Regions from separate parts of the Mus musculus genome. Here all the other regions are linked to region 2. Evidence: chromatin contacts called from public Hi-C and HiChIP or PLAC-seq data. All regions are on one chromosome and are shown on one strand. The core of a region is the stretch at or near the end of the contact, and the rest is flanking DNA. Distances in the headings are between cores, read along the strand shown.

Region 1 (2,700 bases), core at 106-2,605, 180 kb before region 2:
AGGGTTGGACATTTGCAACCTTACCATCTAAAGGGAGCAAACATTCGGAGTGAATAAACTGAATGGTAGTCACTCTGTGTTCCGTTCATTTCTTTGTTTGCTTTTGTTTTGAGACAGAGTTTCACTATATAACCCTTAGTGGTCTGGAACTTGCTTTGTAGACCAGACTGGCTTCAAACTGACAAGAGATTTCCCTGCTCTGCCTCCTGAGTGCTGGGATTAAATGCATGTGCCACCACCCCAACCACCAGCATATTCTATATTTTATTAATGAATATGAGAACATTTCTTGGGCTCAGAATTATTCACTATTGGAAGTTGAGAGAAGGGCCATTTGGTCCAACATATATTTTCTCTGAAGGACATAGTGGTTTATTACAGAAATGTATTTCCAGTCCCCTTAGAACTGAAGTTAACAAAATGGATAACCAGTGTAGGCCCTCCTGCTCCAGTCATGATGTGTGAAGTCACACAGGCTGGCCTCTTCATGAGCTTTGTGTGAACAGCCCAGGAGCCTGCTATACTGGAATATCATTGCTGCTCACAAATACGTCATGACACCCACTGTAGATGAGGCTTGAAGTGGGTCTCAGAGTCACCATGGCCCAGGTGACCACACAGTCACTGTGACTGAGAGACTTTTGGAGGGAGACAGGAAAGCCACTATGATCAGTGGTGCCCTCTCATGCTAGGCACACAAAGATGGCTTTGCCTCCCAGGTCCCTGAAGGCCACTGTGGCAGAGGATTCAGAGCCAGAAGACCTTGGGCTCACCAGGGTCCCTCTACCCTCTCACTGGTGTCTACCTGGTGTTCATCCCCGGGACCCAAGGATTCACGGATGAACCTGTCAGTCTTACAGTCAGACAGAAGGTCTGCTTGTTTGTTTCTGTAATGGTTTGCTCTTCATTCTGTTTTTTTGTTTGTTTGTTTGTTTTGTTGTTGTTTGTTTGGTTTTTTTGTTTTTTGTTTTTGAAAAATTAGTTTGTTTTATTGTCTCTGATTCCTCCCTGGCCAATGTTGTGGTTAGCCCAGTGTCCCAGAGAGGCCCTTTCAGTCAGTTTATGGAAACTGAGTCCTTCCTTAAAATGGTTCCTGTAGACGGGCTGGAGTGGAGCTCAGTACTGGAGCCTGTGCTTAGTGTGGACAGGGGCCTGGGCTTAGCTCTGAGGATGGGGGGGGGGGGTAGCTCAATGGGACAGCACCTGTCCAGCATGCCTGAACACCGGGGTCTGATACCCAGAATGACAAAGAAAAAAATGCATGCTAGAGAAAATTTCAGTGCCTCCTTGGCACCTAATCGGGGCTGCCACCTGGTCACCTCAGCACAGGGCTGGCAGTCCTGAGTGTCCTGTTGGCACCTTGCCCCCATTCACTCTTCAGTTAAATACTCCTTGCTAGGAGTACAGTGCTGTTGAGGGCTGGGGACGTGAGTCGAGCCAGCTAGACGAAGGCTCCTGCTGAAGACAAGATGGAAGGCAGGGCTGAGAGCCAGGGAGTGTGCTGTGGTCTCCCTGTGGGTCTTCCTGGCACATGGATGGGCTTGCTCCATCCAGTCAGTCTCTTCCTGCAAGCCACGGGCCGTGTGTCATGAGCGTCCCGCTAGATTGCTAAAGCTGTGCTTGGGAATTAGAAACAGGACACAAACTGAGGACTAAGCAGTAAACGGGAAAGCCGGAAAGGATGCTGCCTGGGGTTCTCTGAGACCCACAGCAATGCTCTCCTTACTGGCAGATTGCATTTCCCCTCCCACTCCTGACCATAGGTCCTTTCATTTCCTGTATCCTTTTCACTAAATTGAAGGATTAATGTACATGTTATGCACTTAAACAAAATGCATAGATATTCAAGCAGTTTCTCCATCTTACTAGATAGATTCTTAGCATTCACATTAAGAATGGCTAAAGGGGCCGGGCAGTGGTGGCTCACGCCTTTAATCCCAGCACTTGGGAGGTACAGGCAGGCAGATTTCTGAGTTCAAGGCCAGGCTGGTCTACAAAGTGAGTTCCAGGACAGCCAAGGCTACATAGATAAACCCTGTCTCGAAAAAGCAAAACAAACAAACAAACAAAACAAAAAACAAAACAAAACAAAAAAATGCCCAATGGAGAAAAGCGAACAATTTTCTCCCTACAGACCTTACCAAGTATCTTGCAGTTAACCATTTCAGCCACTAGGTGGCGAGAGTAGTTAGCAAGGCAAGTGGGTCTTTGTGACTCATCCAGGCAGGAAGAGGAGACTGGAGACCTAAAATAGTTTAACTGAGCGAGGTGACCAAACGGGTGCCGTTCTAGAAGGATACACTCTGAAGCTTCTGGTTTCCAGTATTGGCAAATATTTCCTTTCATATACAAAATTCTAAAGTTAGACAGGAAGAAAAATAAGAGTAGGACTAGCTCTCAAAAAGCAGAGCCGTAGAAGCTTGCCCTGTCTGGTCCTACTTTTGTCTGTTTGAAACGAAGACGCTGAAATAATTTCTGAGCTCATAAGCAGACTACAGTGTCTGCAGCTGCGCTCTAAACCCCACCCGGTGGGGACAGAGCTGTTTGGAGCTCTATGAAACAGGCCGAGTTTGTTTGTTTTTATTTTAAATAGAAGTAAACCGCGCTCCCAGGATAGAGAGCCCAGCTACCGTGCTACTCTGACCATCTTGAAAACTGACAAGAAAGAATTTGTCAAGTGTTTGGTCCGATTGAGGTCTC
Region 2 (2,700 bases), core at 198-2,697:
GGCAGTACAGGGAAATCCAGGCGAAGTTTGTTTGAGTAACTTTTACTGTACTCATTTTTATGATAAAAGCAGCAAGTGTTTGCTAGAGAAAAAAAACTTGAACTATACAAGAAAAGTGTAAAAAACAGAAAACAAACTGTGCTTTCACTAGCTGATATGGGCCTCCACGTCCCAATGTCAGTCTCCCGGTGTGCACACACACGTGCCCGCTATGAGTGTGCACCATGCTACACATCCTCTGCCTTTTCCACAAATAGTGTACAATAAACACACTCCATGGCACTTGAAGTTGGTTGGTTTGTGTGTTTGGTTTTGGTTTTATTTTGAGAGACAGCCTCTCTGTAGCCCGGGATGCTTGGCAACTCTATCTTCCAGGCTGGCCATGAACTCACAGAGATGTGCCTGCTTCTGGCCCTTCGGTGCTAGAATTATTTATATTTGTTATTTTTAAGTGTGTGTGGGCACATATCTGAGCACACTCACAAGCTCTCGAACACAAGAGTGGAGTGCCCACAGAACCTAGAAGAGGGGGTTAGATTTCCCTGGAGTGGTTGTAATACATGTGCCGCGGTCCTGGGAACGGAGCTGAGCTCCTCTGCAAGAGCAATGTGTGCTCAGAATCACAACTCCATGTTTCCCGACCCATCATAGATCTTCTAAGGCATGCGTTGCACCAGTTCCACAACAGTCTCTCATCTGTTAGCTCAGAATTTAGCTAATTCATTTTCTATCATTGGATATTTAGGGTGTTTCCAAGATTCCAGTTTTAGATGAAAGATAATAAGGCTGACATTTGTCCACAAATCTCATATTTGTAAATAAAATTTAGTTCATCCATAAAGTTGGCATAGCGCGAAGAAAGGTGGTCTTGGTTTTGTTTGTCTGCTTGCTTTTGAGGCTTTTAAGCATTAATGCAAAATTCATACAATGTAAAACTCATCATGTTACAATGTGTTCTTTGTGACATTTAGTGCAGTCACTGGGTTAAGACAATGATCACAGCCATTGAATTCTCGAAGGAACTCTACTCACAAAGCTGCAGGCCCCATCCCATCCTCCCCTCGAGCTGGGAATACTTTTCCTTTCTGAAATACATTCCTTGGAGAAACACCGGAAAATTTTATTTTGACTCCTTGATTTAGAGCTCTCTCCCTCTCTTTCTCTCTCTCTCTCTCTCTCTCTCTCTCTCTCTCTCTCTCTCTCTCTCTCTCTCTGTGTGTGTGTGTGTGTGTGTGTGTGTGTGTGTGTGTGTGTGTGTGTGTATTTGGATGGCAGGGTTTCTCTGTGTAGCCCTGGTTGTCCTGGAACTCATTTCAGAGATTTCTTGCTCTGACTCATTTCAGAGATTTCTTGCTCTGGGCCTGAGGAGAGAGAGGCAGAGTGTGTGGTAGAGCAGAACTCACCTCCTAGTGCTAGGAAAGCAGAGGAGAGTCCACAGCAAAGTCAAATTCCCAAGGACACGCCCACGGGATGGACACGCCCAGGGGACGTGCTACCCTCGACCAGGGCTCACTTCTGAGGCTTTCCATTCCATCCTAGGAATGCCACCCGATTACAGACGGAGAATGCATCGAGGGAGGAACCCACTGACAAGGTCACAGCCCTCAGGGTCTGATTACTTCCTGGAAACCATTTGGGGAGACACCCAAAGCAAAGCAGACCTTCTCTCAGCTCTTTAAATATTGGCTCAAAAACATTTACCACTCTAATACATGAGGGCTACATTTCCATGGCCAACACACAATTTATTTTTATTTTTCACAACTTTATTGTGGTCAGAAATTTCAAACCTAAGAAGGTTGGAAAAGGGGCTGGAGAGATGGCTCAGCAGTTAAGAGCACCGACTGCTCTTACAGAGGTCCTGAGTTCAATTCCCATGGTGGCTCACGACCATCTGTAATAGGATCCAATGCTTTCTTCTGGTGTGTCTGAAGACAGTGACAGTGTACTCATATAAATAAAAATAAATAAATAATATTAAAAAGAGAAGGCTGAAAAAAAAGAATCAGGTGAATGCCCTTACCCTCTTTACTTCACCCTCCTTCAGTGGTGGAACTTACAAATCTCTTATATAATTTTTCGCATATACATCTTCTCTTCTCCTTCTGTGTATTCATACTTTTTTTTGGTTAAATGGGTTGAAAATATCAAGACACCATGATCTTCCACTCACTTCTCAGAACAATTATATATCTTCCCAGGACTGTAATACTCTAACCAAGCTTGCAAATCTAGATGTGATATTCAATATTTATGTGTTCGAAAAATGCATGTCAATATGACAGATAAGTTAGATGTAACCATATCAAACTCAATCTCTCTCCCTCTCCCCCTCCCTTCCCCCCCCCCCCCCGGCTTGAAGTGTACCACCCTCGAGACTCACATCCTGACACACATCACCTGCACTCGTAGGCATGTGGTTGTGGGAATGTTCATAAACCTCTTCAGCATAAGATTCTTCCTGTGCAAACCTGAGCTTTTGATAATTTAAATTACAAAATGTAAACACTGCCTCTACAGCATGGGAAAATGTACAGCAAATCTAAGGTATTCGATTATTTACAATGGTTCAGCTAAAATGGACATTAGGAGACAACTTTAGATCGGTCCACTGTACAGATGAGAAAACTGAGGTCCAGCATGAGAAGTGGGGTCCTCCCACTGTAGCTGTATTTGAGCTCCTGTATTATTTTGCACGCC
Region 3 (2,700 bases), core at 145-2,644, 220 kb before region 2:
CGTCTGTCCTTGGTGGACTCCAGGTTCAGAGCAAACCTTGCTGTGTAGGACTCTGGAAGCTGAATGTCCTTAACTGATTTTCCTGGTGCTTGCTAACCATTCTGCTCTTCTTCTCCACGTGAGAGGAGAGCTGGATAATTGTGTAGTGGATCCGGGCCTTTGCCCTTGAGGGCATTTCCCCCAGATCTCTGCTGCACTCTATGCCTTGTGGGGCTGTGCCCACCAGTGATGGTCCTGGCAAAATGCAAAGAGCCCAGAAAAATGAGGGGCATTTCAGATATCTGTCTATCTGTCTCCTTGTCTGTCTTAATACCGTGCCTGGTGTAGCAGTTAGGTTCTCTCATTTGTGCTGGGCTCTGGGAAGCAGCCAGGAGTGAAAGGCCTAATTCACCATTCCAAGGCCATTCTGAGGGAAGGCTCCGTGAAGCCCTCAGGCACAGGGCCTGCCTCTGCAGGCACTCACCTGCCCTATCTGTCCCGAGATCACCTGGCAGGGAGGTTACTGAAATTTCCTCAGATGGCAACTGCTGAATCGATCACATTCTTTAAAAACTAGCTTAATAAGAAACAGACCCCAGGCCTCTGGTTTACGTGTGGCTCTGGCTTAGGCTATGAGCAGGGCTAGGTCTGAATCTGAGCAGGATTCTAGGGAACTGAGCATGCTCAGAACTCCCAGGTCTGCACGTAAGGTAGACAGGATAGGGGTCCTGAAGACTCTGAGCGCTTAGCTGGCTTCTTAGGCAAAATCACACCATCGCAAGCAGCTTGGAGCCCGTTTTACATAGGCTGTATTTTGTAGGTGACAGAATCCGCACCCTCTCAAGTTCCTTGGGTTATGTTCGGTTTACTTTGACGGCAACATTGGAATAGCATTCTTCAAAGTTCCCAGGAAGGAGAATGACCTGCAACTATTTGGAGATAAATGAAAACGCCAACTGATAGGCAAATGCCAAGAAAACAGACTCCCCATAAGCCCTCAGGGGAAGGAATTGTGTCTTTACCTGCAGCACTGTGGATAAAACTGTAAAGGCAAACACAGGGCACGATTAAGTACACACAGATAAAGAGGTTATGTTCAGTAAGAAAAGATAGCAGCAGCTTGTCATGAAGCAGGCAAGGGAGGGCCAGTGCGGAGAGCAAGAGGTTTGTCTTTATGTCTCTTATGTGTACCGACTTAGAAGTAACAACCCCAAATAACTAGACAGAGGAGAAAACTCTCCCACAAAGAGAATCGACTGGAAAATAAATCTCCCAGGAAGGTAGACTGCAAGTTGAAAGCAGAGTCAGGGTAATGTCTCCCGTTTGTCAAGGAAGAGGAAGCAAGCCAACAGAAGGGGAAGGTGAAAGCGGCCCCATGCTCAGAGACGCTATTCTCTGAAGTAGCCCTCTTAAAAACCAGGAAATGTGGGCTGCAGAGATGGCTCAGCAGTTAGGGGCACTGTCTGCTCTTCTAGAGGTCCTGAGCAACCACGTGGTGGCTCACAACCATCTGTAATGGGATCCGATGCCCTCTCCTGGTGTGTCTGAAGACATGTACTTATATAAGTAAATAAACAAGTCTTTTTTTAAAAATCGGGAAGTGTGTAAAATGTTCAACCCTTTAGTTCTAAAACTATCTATTTCAAGGATATAATGCCAAACAAAATTTTAAATTGTGTCCAAAAGCACTCAGCGCAACTTATATAGAACTTAATTGGGTATAACTTGTTTCTAATATGAAGGAGATAGCAGAATCAATTATAGTGTATTTACTTTGAACTGAGTACCAGCAATCATGATAGAGATGAAGACTTTATAGGAAAATACATATAACATATTGCTTCTTCTGAAAGTCTGTATGTGTGTGTGGTATGGTGGGGCACACCTAATATTTTAGCATTTGGATGAAACAGAAGTGTCATGAGTTCAAGACCAACATGGGCTACATAGTGGGAACTGTCAAAAGAAATGAAGAAAGAGGGAAAAGGCGAGAAGAGAAAGATACAAGGGAGAGATAGGAAGCACGCTACATTTGTTCTCTGATAATTACAGTATCACTAGTGGAGATGAAGATATGAATAATTAGCCCCTGTGCATTAAACTTCTCTTACCTGAGCACTGTGCCAGAGATTTAAAAAAAAAAAACCCCTTAGGTAGTTTCCCTAAACGTTTAAAATGTTAGCTTCCTAAACATCTTCATTAAAAATGAAAGAAAGAAACAATTGACACTTAGATATTTGACATCATTTGGTTCTGTGGGTGTGAAGACTGACCAGATGTGTTAAAACTGGTTGCAGGTCATGTTGGCGGAACTCAAAGGCAAAGATGAAGTCTACGCTGTGAAGGTCTTGAAGAAGGACGTTATCCTACAAGACGATGATGTGGACTGCACAATGACAGAGAAGAGGATTTTGGCTCTGGCTCGGAAACACCCTTATCTAACCCAACTCTATTGCTGCTTCCAGACCAAGGTATGCTTAAGAAGGGGCTGGCCAGCTGACCTCTTGGGTAGTATCGTGGCATCTAACACACAGAATCTAAGCTATCAGAAACCACTTTTGACCGTCTGCGTACCTCTCTCCAAGACTTAGTGTGGTGGAGTGGATTTTACCCTTGCAGAGATAGGCGTTCGATTGAACACCATATGTGTGTCTGTGCAGGGATGAAAGATCGATAGTGCACTTTCAGATTGTGGCAACTCAAAGCCAAATGGTCAACCCC

What was found. A called contact is a pair of places that touch in the nucleus more often than the background predicts. HiChIP or PLAC-seq counts read pairs in DNA pulled down with a chosen protein or histone mark.
Region 1: an H3K27ac HiChIP or PLAC-seq map of extraembryonic endoderm stem cells shows a contact between it and region 2. The contact joins two enhancer-like sites. A contact is called at or near these places in 2 of 39 promoter capture datasets (embryonic stem cells and liver), 1 of 15 datasets of contacts at CTCF or cohesin (pro-B cells), 6 of 484 Hi-C or Micro-C datasets (MC3T3-E1-derived osteoblasts, Sertoli cells, granulocyte-monocyte progenitors and 2 more) and 4 of 115 datasets of contacts at active chromatin or transcription factors (bone marrow-derived macrophages, extraembryonic endoderm stem cells, liver and 1 more).
Region 3: a contact with region 2 is called in a Hi-C map of liver, with 2.7 times the contacts expected there. The contact joins two enhancer-like sites. A contact is called at or near these places in 4 of 39 promoter capture datasets (hippocampal neurons, liver, neural stem cells and 1 more), 3 of 484 Hi-C or Micro-C datasets (liver and uterus) and 4 of 115 datasets of contacts at active chromatin or transcription factors (cardiomyocytes, extraembryonic endoderm stem cells, hepatocytes and 1 more).

Annotation. Positions count from the first base shown.
Region 1 is chr17:86,533,821-86,536,520 of GRCm38.p6, forward strand. The region is part of intron 10 of Prkce (protein kinase C, epsilon); the gene reads left to right. Among named protein-coding and RNA genes, the nearest start is that of Gm30284, 90 kb to the left of the region's middle. Within about 2 kb of position 1,356, at least 123 of the 459 cell types and tissues checked have an H3K27ac peak or open chromatin away from gene starts, as enhancers often do. A contact at or near this core is called in extraembryonic endoderm stem cells and liver, where this site is marked.
Region 2 is chr17:86,712,309-86,715,008 of GRCm38.p6, forward strand. No RefSeq gene overlaps it. Among named protein-coding and RNA genes, the nearest start is that of Epas1, 40 kb to the right of the region's middle. Within about 2 kb of position 1,448, at least 46 of the 459 cell types and tissues checked have an H3K27ac peak or open chromatin away from gene starts, as enhancers often do. A contact at or near this core is called in extraembryonic endoderm stem cells, hepatocytes and liver, where this site is marked.
Region 3 is chr17:86,493,662-86,496,361 of GRCm38.p6, forward strand. It overlaps Prkce (protein kinase C, epsilon), which reads left to right. Exons shown (of 15, transcript NM_011104.3): 10 at 2,277-2,450. Among named protein-coding and RNA genes, the nearest start is that of Gm30284, 50 kb to the left of the region's middle. Within about 2 kb of position 1,395, at least 26 of the 459 cell types and tissues checked have an H3K27ac peak or open chromatin away from gene starts, as enhancers often do. A contact at or near this core is called in extraembryonic endoderm stem cells, hepatocytes and liver, where this site is marked.